Regions from separate parts of the Mus musculus genome. Here region 2 is linked to region 1. Evidence: chromatin contacts called from public Hi-C data. All regions are on one chromosome and are shown on one strand. Each heading gives the region's core, a stretch centred on a gene start, on an enhancer-like site or on the middle of the called end of the contact. The rest is flanking DNA. Distances are from core to core; before and after follow the strand shown. Region 1 overlaps Gm35305 (a long non-coding RNA gene). Region 2 has its middle 56 kb from the start of Gm35593.

Region 1 (5,863 bases), core at 2,175-4,674:
TGGCTTCCCACACATCACATTGCTACCACAGACCCCAGTATTTCCAAGTTCTATCCTTTTTTTATCTTGAGGGTCCAGAAAACAAAAAACAAAAACAAAACCAAGAAACCACCTTGGTTCTGAGTAGTGGACCATGGGTCATGTGCAAGGGATCCTGGGAAGCGAATATTTTGCTGCAAGGAAGTTTCAACTCTGCAGAAATAAACAGACACTAGAGTGTCTAATAGGAAGGGGAAAATGCATTCAAATATACTCCTGTGCACGGAGCCGTGAGAAATAGGCTCACAGAAGGACCAGATGGTTGATGTTTAAATAATGCCTTCATGGAGGAAAGCAGAGGGGTGTGAGTACTCTTAGAGAATAAATCATTTGTAGGAGAGAGTAGAAGCCGGGAGAACTCACAGTAGGGGCTAGGAAGGTCATCTGACTTTTTCGTATCTTTCACTCTGTGGTGGGTTTATTCTTCCCGGAGTAAAGACCTGTCATGGAGAAGATCTGAAGGCAGTTGGCATGGCCATCAGTTCATTGGCTTTTACGTAGATAGGAGAACTTAAGAGCAGATTCCTGGCCTGGTGAGATGGCTCAGCGGGTAAGAGCACTGATTGCTCTTCGAGAAGGTCTTGAGTTCAAATCCTAGCAACCACATGGTGACTCACGACCACTTGTAATGAGATTCAACACCCTCTTCTGGTGCTTCTGACGTCAGCTACAGTGTACTTATAATGTTTAATAATAAATAAATCTTTTTTTTAAAGAGCAGATTCCTTCTTGTATAACCTGTTCCCCAAGGACTCTCATTTTTAAATCAAATTACCATCTTTGGTCTTTGAGGTCCATTTGTTGGGACTTGACATGACTATTTTTATCTTTTAACGAGGGAGATAGACTATGCTTTTTCCAAGGTTCAGAAGGTGGGAAGTTTTCCCCCAAATAAAAGAAATTTATAAACTGGATATTCCAAAAACTAGCCATTAAAAAATTTTGACTGTGGAGCCATCATGGTGACACATGGAGCTATGAGGCAGGTAGGTGGGAAGTTTAAGGCCAGCCTAGGCTTTATAACAAGACCTTGTCTAAAAAAATGAAATCAAATTAAAATAAGAAAACAATCCTTATAAAAAGCTGAGAATTCCATAGGATGCTGTCCAGCATACATACCCATCTTAGGTAGAGTTTCAGGTTCTGTAATAAAACACTAGGACCACGGACAACTGGAGGAGAAAGGGTTAATTTTTATCTTATACATCACATTGCTACCACAGCCCCCAGTATTTCCAAGTTATCACTTCAAGGTAACAGGTCGTCAATGAGGAAAACCAGGGCAGGAACTCAAGCAGAGGCCATGAAGAAACACTGCTTGCTGGCTTTACTTCCCATGGCTTGCTCAGCCTGCTTGGCACTGCCCATAGCAACCTAGGTTCTCCCACATCAATCTTTAACCAAGAGAATGTGCCAGAGGCTTGCCTACCTGCCAATCTGGTGCAGCCTTTTGTCAACCGAGTTACTGAGGTTCTCTCTTCTCAAATGATTGTAGCTGTGTCAAGATGACGTAAAAGTAGGCAGCACACATCCCTTCTTTAGTCTTCCCAGAAGTCCAGTGAGAATGGTACTATTATTACCACCCCATGCTAACAGGAGGAAACAGAATCCGGAGAGATGAGCCCTAGGAATGAGATCACAGAAACCCCCGACTAAGTGCTTATATGATGGGATGAATTTACCCCAGAACCACAGCTCCAGCAACTTTGGAGAATATTTCTAGAAGCACAGTGTCTCTCTGTGTCTTATGTGTCTCTCTGGACCGGAATAGACTTTTCTTGTCATTCTTCCTTAAGCAGCCCAGAGTGGAACGTTTTACAGAGCAGTTGTCACATCAGGTGCTATAAGCCACCTAGGAAGATGTTCCTAGGCTATGGGCAAATACTGCTATGTTACAGGTGAGGCCCTGGCACCTGAGGAGTTGAGAATACTGAGGTAATGAACCAATAACCCTCCGGGATACTGAAAGGAGACGGTATTGGAAGCACTAATGGTGGCTTTGTTGGCTACTTCCAACTCACCAGAATGGGCATGTCACACAGGATGTCAATGGTGTCCTCCTCTCAGATCTAAAGAGACTGCATTCCAAGTGACTCCAGTCTGAGATCTCTTTCTAGGGAGTCAAAGCAGCAGGCAAGCTGTTTCCAGCGCACTTGGCTGTTGACCTGTAACCCATGGTTAAAAAAGAATATGATCGGGGAAGCTATTCCCTCCCTCTTTAGTTTTGTAGGAACTTTTCTCCACTTAATGCAGTTATGTTGCTTATTGTAAAAATCACATCTTCTTTAATTGGGCGTTTAACAATCCTAGGAAGTAGAGAATGGGGAGATAGTGTTGCTTTAATGTTATATTTTCATTTGAGTTTCCTGCAGTCTGGTAGGGAAGGACAAAGCTGAGTCCTGTGAGCTTCCCTCTCTAAGAAAGCCAGGCAAAGTGTAAATTAGGATCGTGGGGACCCTGGCTCCCAGGTGGCATTTTTTTTCACTATGTAGTAGTTCCCTTATTCAGGGGATGCCTGAAACTACAAAGAGTAAAAACCCTACATGTTTTCCACACTTAAATCTTCAATAAAGGTTAATGTATAAATCAGGTCTAGTACAATGTTAGTAATAATAATTAATAATAAAATAAACCAGGGCCAATGAGATGACTTAGCAGATAAAGATGCCTGCTGCACTGCCAGGGATCTGAGCTCCATCCTAGAATCCATGTGGTGGAAAAGAAAAAGTGACCACTGCACAGGAGCCATGCAAACAAATTTAAAAATAAAATTGATAAAAATTCTTTCAAACTCATGAATTACTTATTTCTGGAATTTTCCACCTGCTACTATTGGACTCTATATGACAGGAGTCCGTCAGGAGTATCTGAAACTGAGAAGCAAAGTCACGGACCAGAAAAAAATCATGGAATTAATTTTTTTTTATTTCTGATTATTCTCTTTTCATGGTCATGCTCACGTGGTGATATGCTGCTTTAATGTGTTTATCTAGCCTGCAGGTCAAGTTCAGCCTCTCTGTCCACCTTCTGCGAGTGCTCTCCAGCCACTACACACAGGGCAGTCGGTACGTAGTTTCTGCACGTGAGCGAGCTCAGCAGATCTCTTTTCACCAGCCCTGCCTTACAGAGAGGGTAAGCTACAGCCACCCCAGGTTCAGAGCTCTCTAATTTAACCAGCAGCCAGCAGCTCCAGTTTGTCACCCTTCCACCATTCTCTCTGCTCCCTTGTCCCCAGACAGCTCCTGGGAACACCCTGTTGGGACATGAGATGCACACACTGGTGGCCGGCTGTCCAAGGAAACAACTGTAGCTCCTGCCACACACTGTGCTGCTTGCTCCTCTGCTCCCAGAGGAATCCATTGCCTTTTGGATAGAGTCAAAGTCCTTCCCAGGTCCCAGCCCACAGGCCCTGCCCTCCCCTTCACTGCCCTCTCTTCCCAACACTCCCCTCCCCCCATCTCCTCCATTCATAGCTCTTGTATTGGAACTTGTTTCTTTCTAATTGCTCCAGCTTCCTTGGCTCTTTCTGTACTTCACATGTGCTCCTTAGGTGCCCACCTCCAGACCTCAGCCATGGCTTGTCCTCCTCTTGGACCCACCCCTAAGCAGCCAGCTCAGGTCCCCTCTCAATTGTTCTCAGCACTGTTTCTAAACTAATCTCCCCACATCAGCTCCCTAACCACAGCTCATGTTGTTCCATGATTTCAGTAGTATTGGTGGTGCCCATTTCTCTGAGTACCTGTTTGTTTGTTCACCAGGCAATGTAAATTCCTTAGGGGGTAGGGGGTGGGGTGGAGCTCACGTTTTGTTCATTATTACTGTGTGCTTTGCTCCAGAGCAGTGCCTGGCACATAGGCGATGCCGAATGTGTGGCATGAATGCATAAAAGTCTATGATCAGTCAACATTTATATGCAAGATGTATGGATGGACCCTGCCCAGATAAAGACATCTTTATATCAACGTAAAGTTTGAAGACATAGCAATGCATTGTTTGATCCTGAACTGTAAGGATACAATGCTATAAAGATAGCTATGTTTATATCTGTAGTGCTTCCAGATTAAAGGCCAAACAATGGCCAGTAGTCAGAGCAGCTCAGAACAATGAGAAAGCTGTTTACAGTTTCCTAGTGGCTCAAACTGGTTGCCTGGGTTCCATTTCTCCTTAAGCAATATTAACCCTTTGTGGGATCGCTAAAGCAGTATGGCTGGCTGACTCTTCTCTGTCTGGTGGGGCAGAATCTAGACATGGGGCCCAGATTTACAAGTAGCTTTTGACATAACTATCATTCAATTAGCCTGGCTCGCGTCTCCAGACTGCACCTGTGTGGCCACTGGACCAGAACAAGCCTGATGGCCCAGGCCATGCCTTACCTGTTAGAGCCTCTCAGGGCAATGCTGAGAGCTGCCCTGCCCATTTCCATGGCTGTCAGCCTATGCCATCCCTTTGCCCCCTGCTAACAGGAGCTGCTCTTGGCCCACAAGTCTTGTTTCAATCAGGGCAGAAATATATCCTTTCCCAAATCGGGGCTGGCCGCACACCCATTCAGGTGCGCTGTTGGGCACGCCATCTAATCTTGTGCAGCTGACTGCCCGAAGAACTTTTTTTCATTATTTGCATCCCAGGTGGGCAGCATTGGCAGACTGAAGAGCCTGGTTGGAGATAACTGGTGCAGAGTGGGAGTGGGAGGTTATCCTAATCTGGAGAACTGTGTGAGCCAAGCCATCCATCAGGTGGGGACCCTGGTCGGAGCCTCACTGCCCCTGAAGCCCTCCTCTGGTCCACAGGCTTCCCATTTCTTTGCACCCTACCACATGACTCCTTTCAGCCCCTCTTGAGGGAGAAGGGATTTTAGTCTCTGGCTTAGAGGCCGTCTTCCACCACTGAGAAGATGGGGGTGCCCTTACGGGAGTGTCTTTTTACCCCCAAAGCTCCTCAGACCCTTCTGCTAGGAGAAAACGCCTTTTCTGCCCCTCTAAAGCCACTTCCGGAGGCAAAGCTTCAGGAAGAGAAGAGAAGGAGAGCAGATGTCAGCCGAGACACCCAGCCATCGATCTACTCAGTGCTTGTATTTTCCTACCAATTTTGTATTTTTCAAAAAGGACAATAAAACAATTGTACTCTGGGCTAATTAATGACAAGCTGGTAAAAGCGGCCTCTCATTGTTCCATTTATTTCTCCATTTCTCCCAGTTAACAGCCCTGTCTCCGAAATGAATCAATGTCGTTTACACAATGCTGTCACACCATTGTTCCTTTATCATCCTCCATTTTCATAAATCGGGGTGTTAATCCCTTAATGGCTTTTCTCAGCACTTAAAAAAAAAAAGAGAGAGCAGGGAAAGAAAAAAAATATCTAGCTTCAACTCAGTCTTAATCCACCCAGAGACAAAGCCTGTTTACACAGGCGGCCCTGCCCTGAATTCAGCTCAGGGATTTAGCCCCTTCTGTTTGTTGGCCAAACAGGATCCCCCACCCCACCGGGACACGCCCCTATCCAGTGGGGTCCTCCCTAGAGGTGCCTTCAGATGAGGCCTCAAATTTGGCCCTGCACCTAAGTGGGTGCAAGACTAGAGGAAAAGGAGTTGGGGTTTCCTGGCCTCCTTCCTCGCTTCCCAGGTTGGAAGGCAGTGTTTCAGTACTGTGGGGTCCCTGGGTAAGCAAGGTCCACATCATCTAGGCACCCGGGAAGAAGCTGGTCCTCCAGATGACTTCTAATGCACCCCAACGTTGAGACCTGCACGCCCAGACCATCCATTTCATTCTCAGCTTAAGCAGAGTAAATGCGGAGAGACTCCCTCTGATCCAAAATGCTTCTGTCAGAA
Region 2 (5,694 bases), core at 2,303-4,802, 230 kb after region 1:
ACAGGATCCTTCTGCACACGTTTATTGGGAGAGCTTGATTGCAGAGGCGAAAAGACCTTTTGCCCAGAGCTGGTGCTGCTTTTATAGGCCTAGGAGAGGCGTGTCTCATACCCTGATTGGTTATGCACTAAGCCTCATTTGCATGTTCCTCATCTGATTGGCTACTCTCTCTCAGTACCTCACAGAGCCTCATTATCATACCTCATTTGCATGTCTCACATCCGATTGGTTACTCTCTTAGTACTTTACAGAACCTCATTATCATGCATCATTTGCATGTCTCACATCTGTTTGGTTATACTCTCAGTACCTTACAGAACCTCATTATCATGCCTGGGCCAGGCAGTGTTTTTGCAAAAAACTTTACTGCATATGTACACATTGGTTGTTTGTCCAATCTTATGCATGGTGGCCAGCAGTAGTCAGTGCCACTCAGCAACGGCACATGTGGCTTCCCACACATCAGGACATCTTTATGCATGTCTATAATTTACTTCAATCACATTTACCTCCTGGTATCTTATTTTGTCCACCACTCCTTCCACTGGTCCCCTTCTACTTTGGTGACTTACAGTTATATGAATATGTATCTCAATAATATTTGGATTGCATTATGAGATGAAACATTAGATTTACTGTCTTAATGGTGGCCATTCTTACTCAGATGAAGTGTATTTAAAAATGACCCAATTCCAGAGCCCTAAGTCGTGCCATCCCCTTCCCCTCTTGGGCTATAGATAGGCAACATTACAATTCTATTCACTTGCATCTTTTTTTACCAGTCTTTCCCCTATATGTGTATATGCAATGTGTGTTTTAATGTCAGGGGTTGAACCCTGTAGTTAGAAGAGACTTATACTATGCTGTAACTCTCCTGGGCTTCAGAGAAAGCTCCTTTAGATTCTTCTGTTTTCCTGGCTGCTGCTCCTTTCTACAGAATGAGCCTGGATATTGTCTCAAGCAGGAGCAGGCACCAGTGGAGCAGGCACATAGTCCTGGCATGTTGTCATTTATCCCTCTATGCATTCTTGCAACACATATCCACTGGGTATCTACGTGCATCGCTAGACAGTGACTATGCTGCTTTGCATGGAGGCAGTGGAGGCTCAAGGTATCCCAGGATCAGGAACCAGAAAATGAAAGAGACGAGGGACCCACGGAACAGGATGCAAGGAGGCACACCTGCCTAGATGAGCGGTCAGGAACGTGAGGCACAGAGAAAGGATGCTATCAGAGCAAAAGTGAGAAACAGAAAGATGGATGGAAGTCTGCAGCAGATCGTAAAATAGTGGTTGTCAGACATGATGAGGAAAGCATGCAGGTGTTAGTGGCAAAAACAGGCCCTGAGAAACTCAACAAAGAACAGCACAGGTCCTTTTGAGCATGGCTCCTAGAAAGGAAACCATGTATCCCAAACACATTTTATCTGCCTGCTGCCAGAGCCTTTGAGAAGGACCCTGGGCTTGAGCCAAGATGCCTGGATTTGACTCTCATGTGACTTCAGGTAAGTTAGTTAACCTGCACAATTTCTTGATTCTTAAGAGAGTGGTGGCATATGAGAGTTTATCTCATGGATATAAAGCGATGTGCAGGAGTCTATGCTTGTAAAATGTTTAGAACAGTGCCTGGCCCATCCCTGCTGTGTAAGAGTTACTAGACAGAGTTAAGAGAGATGATAGAAACATTTCTTGACAAGACTTAATAATTCTGGAAACCACAAGAGCCATCATTATTAGAGATTTACAAGGATGAAGGATACCAGAGTCTCTTTGCTTCCTAGTTGACTTCATATGGCTTCAGTGATGGTTTCCTACCCCTTTGATTGATGGCCATAATTTCCACCCATCTTCCTCGGACAGCAGATGTCTTCCATTCATTCTTGCTGCTGAACAAGCCAAGCTATAGCATCTTCTGGGTGCTGGGTCAGGTCCTCCACCTTCACACATAGTTTTGCCCACCCTGTATTTTCATGCAATGCACTGATTGACTCTTCTCAGTTTCCCTCAAACATTCAGCTTCCAAGCAGGTTCCGTGCCAGGATAGTGGCAGAGAGAGCCCCTTCCAAACCATGCTTCAAGCCCGTAGGTAACGAACGCACTGGTGTGCTCATGTGGCCTTTCACCAGCCAGAATTTGCATCTCCAGAAGTGGGCTTGTACCACTTTGCGCAAGGCAGCGTGCTGAGCAGCTGCTGGGGTTATGTCTTTGCAAGGGTAATCAAGTTAAACTGTCTCCTGAGCTTTTTCTCAGATAGCAAGCGCTTGGGGGTCCTTCAAACAGGTGCCTGCCTTGCTTCTCACATTACAGCTGAAGTGGTGCCAGTCACAGTTTTGTTTTGTTTTGTTTTGTTTTGTTTTGTTTTGTTTTGTTTTGTTTTGTTTTGTTTTGTTTTGTTTTGTTTTGTTTTGTTTTGTTTTGTTTCAAGACAGGGTTTCTCTGTGTAGCCCTGGCTGTCCTGGAACTCACTTTGTAGACCAGGCTGGCCTTGAACTCAGAAATCTGCCTGCCGCTGCCTCCTGAGTGCTGGGGTTAAAGGCGAGCACCACCACGCCGGGCAGTCACAGTTCTTTGAAAGGAGATCTTCATTCCTTTTAGGACTTGAAAGGTTGAAATCAAAATCAACCAGTACTTCTATTACTACTGCCATCTCTTCCTCTTCTTGCCCCCTCCTCCTCTTCCTCTTTTCCTTCTCTTTCCTGCTTCCTCCTCTTCTTGCCATATTCAAAAAAGATGAAATGCTATAAGATAATTTCAAATGTACAAAGTTGCGTGTCAAACTCAGCACAGCAAAGCAACACATGAACTATGTGCACAGAGACACAGACACCGAAGCGATGCTGCGAGCCGACATTCACATATGACATGAACACCTTGCTTTTGAAGAACGGGATGAAGAGGAGGCTCTCTGCAGATGTCTGTGTCTCCAGCTCAGCCAGATGGTCTTGTCTGTGTCCTCTTCTGAAACAATACCTCCCCTCCTCTCCCCCCTCCCCATCCCTATGTAATCCCTACCATGCAAGACCTCAGCCTGTTCCCTCTGTACTTAGCTCACCCCCTTGAGGGGCATAGTACGCCACCTTTCCTTTTAAAAACTTCTCCAAGACAAACTCCACTTGCAATCAGAATATTCTTTACTGGTTTGGAATAAGCCGCAAAACCAAAGCCTGGTTTCTCCTCTCTCCTCTTGAGCCATCTCGAAACCCACCCCAACACCTGCTTGCTCTTGGTTCTCAACTTGGTCCTCCCACCACACCCAGAGTTCCACACTGAAACCTACCTCCAGCTCTCTGTCTCTGCCGTCCCCTTCCCGCCGCACATTTGCACAGACTTATTTCATAAAAATGTCAGCTGTTAAGTTAGGATTATTTAGGGGGCCTTGGGTTTTAGTTCCCGAGTGCAACCTAAGCTGGATCCTCGAAGGCCTGACAAGAAGCCCTGGTCTGTATAAAACATGACCCACAGAGGCACTAAATAAATAACCTGGCTGTGGGCTCCTAGGCCTCTATTTATCACCGAGGCAATGATAAGGATCTGATTTAGAGTGAACCCTGCTGAGGGTCGAGCCGGCACAAGCTGTAATATGATCTGCAGGGGAGAGGCCCGATAACCTTAAACAATGCGAAGAAACCCTGTCAGATAAATAAAACAAACTGTTTGTCCATTAAATAGTGCTGTCAGTAAGAGAACGGGGAAGCCAAACATGGCTAAATCCAATTCTTTTATGGCTCCACAAAGCAAGAAACATCCTAACCAAGCTGGGGAATAAGTTCCCCCCAGAGCAGACTGGGGGCTGGGGATCTGATTATTGACAGGGGAGGAGAGAACAGAGTTTTGATCCAGGGCATGCCCTATGCCCTCTGCCGTCCACCGACTTTGCTGTTCTGCTCTGCGCAATGGCTTCTCAGTGTGCTGATCCAGCCCACCCTGCTGGCTTGTTGATGTGGACCCACTAGGTAACCCTGGCCAAAGAATTCTGAAGAGATCAGGGCAGGATACTCAGAAATGCTAGTGTCTAGGTGATCAGGGCCGGCACTGAAGGGCTTGCCAAGGGCAGAACCAGAGGTGGAGGAGCTCATGTCAAAGGACAACCTGCCACTCAGCCTTGTCAATCAGGCTGCCTTAAAATACAGCCCATTGCTGTTAAGTGTGTTCAAAGACCAAGATGGGAATTTGAATGTGAAATCTCAAGAATCCACATGGAAGTGTGAGATTTCTAATAATGTTCCATGTTGGCATAGAATATTCTAGAATAATTCCATGTGTGGTTAGTTGAAAGCTATGTGGGTTTGTTACAGCTTACGGACTGCAGTCTTTGGACTAGTGAAAGCAAGGACAAATGTTATTCTGATTGTCATCATGAAACTGCTGTTCACATCCTGGGGACACAAAGGACAGAGACACTTGTGCCTGTCCACAATCTCTCAGGCATACCCACCCACATATGTTTCTCCCTTCCAACTTTCTGATAGAATCCACCCAGTATGCCACTGCACATGACACAGAGTCGTCCCATGACAGAGAATTTCTGCTATTGGCTTCCTGCAAACTGTTCCCGAGATGTTCGCCTCTGCACAGAGAACTCTGATCTCTCTTTCTTTGCTAGTGTTTCTCAATAGCAATTGAACAGGGACTGAGTGTCCGTAGGTTCTCTTCAGGCTCAAGGCAATGCCATCATGGCCCCACAGTTTAGGCAACACAGGGGACAGTGCCAAATGGGCCCTCTGATTCTTCCGATCTATGTGAATCCGAGTCTAATCTGTGTTCTTGAAGAAACCCAACCATGAAAGTGGTCAACATGGCCAGATCAGGTTTTCAGCAGAGATCCAGAGAAGATGCTCAACTTCCCAACAGGCACAGGTTGCTTTGGCAGGATATTGGCTGGTTCTCAGTACAGGTCAGAGCCACCAGTGAGGCTTGCTCAACAGGAATATTCCACGACCTTTTCCTGGCAGGCCCAGCTGGGTATGACCCAGGGACATTTATCCCTGTACACTACATCACTAGAGAGTCTGGGCTATTTCTACTTGCTGATTTAATGAGTGTTAATTTTTGATTTCATTAAAGCCAGTGTTCCTAGACTTGTTTGCCTGCCAGATTCGTAAGAACATTCGCCAACTGTGACTCCTCAGGGACCCTCTAGAAGACAGACTCTGTTTACAAAAGGGGTTGGATTTTGATGTGCCCATTGTGAGCATGGAAACAGAGAAGCCCTTGTCTCTTTGCTATGATCTAGAGAAGTAGGTCTTCTCCAAACCTTACAGATGGTAAAACTTACTTCTGGAAACAGAACATGACCATAATTTTAGATTCAGGACAAGATTGGGTTTCCACGAGGTTGTTATCACCATAGGTGTCTGCGACAGGTTCTGCAAGTTACTCTCTCTTTTCATGTCACCTATTATGATTTCAAATTCGTTTTGGGAAGGAGAGGAGGAATATTTATTTGCACGGAATTATATATTTTCCCAGTATTTGATATGAATTATTTAATTACTCTGCCACCTGTCCCTTCATCAAGCCAGAATCAGGGTCTGCATTGCCTTGTCTTTGAGATGGCTCTTGGTAGGACTTTGTGGCTTTAGGTCACACTATCTGTTCACTGAGAACCCTTATGTAACAATGATCAAGAATTAATTCTAGGTGGAAAAGCAGGTCCCAGGGATTGAGGGAGAAGTAGATGGAATCTCAGAACAGA

Evidence for each region. Hi-C and Micro-C count contacts between places; a contact is called where the count stands out from the background.
Region 2: a contact with region 1 is called in a Hi-C map of extraembryonic endoderm stem cells, with 2.1 times the contacts expected there. The contact joins two enhancer-like sites. A contact is called at or near these places in 5 of 484 Hi-C or Micro-C datasets (extraembryonic endoderm stem cells and uterus), 2 of 115 datasets of contacts at active chromatin or transcription factors (extraembryonic endoderm stem cells and trophoblast stem cells) and 1 of 9 other capture datasets (embryonic tail).

The regions. Positions count from the first base shown.
Region 1 is chr8:89,138,632-89,144,494 of GRCm38.p6, forward strand. It overlaps Gm35305 (a long non-coding RNA gene), which reads left to right. Exons shown (of 3, transcript XR_003947576.1): 2 at 3,033-3,171; 3 at 3,275-3,793. Among named protein-coding and RNA genes, the nearest start is that of Gm35358, 11 kb to the left of the region's middle. Within about 2 kb of position 3,425, at least 25 of the 459 cell types and tissues checked have an H3K27ac peak or open chromatin away from gene starts, as enhancers often do. A contact at or near this core is called in extraembryonic endoderm stem cells, where this site is marked.
Region 2 is chr8:89,368,064-89,373,757 of GRCm38.p6, forward strand. No RefSeq gene overlaps it. Among named protein-coding and RNA genes, the nearest start is that of Gm35593, 56 kb to the right of the region's middle. Within about 2 kb of position 3,553, at least 10 of the 459 cell types and tissues checked have an H3K27ac peak or open chromatin away from gene starts, as enhancers often do. A contact at or near this core is called in extraembryonic endoderm stem cells, where this site is marked.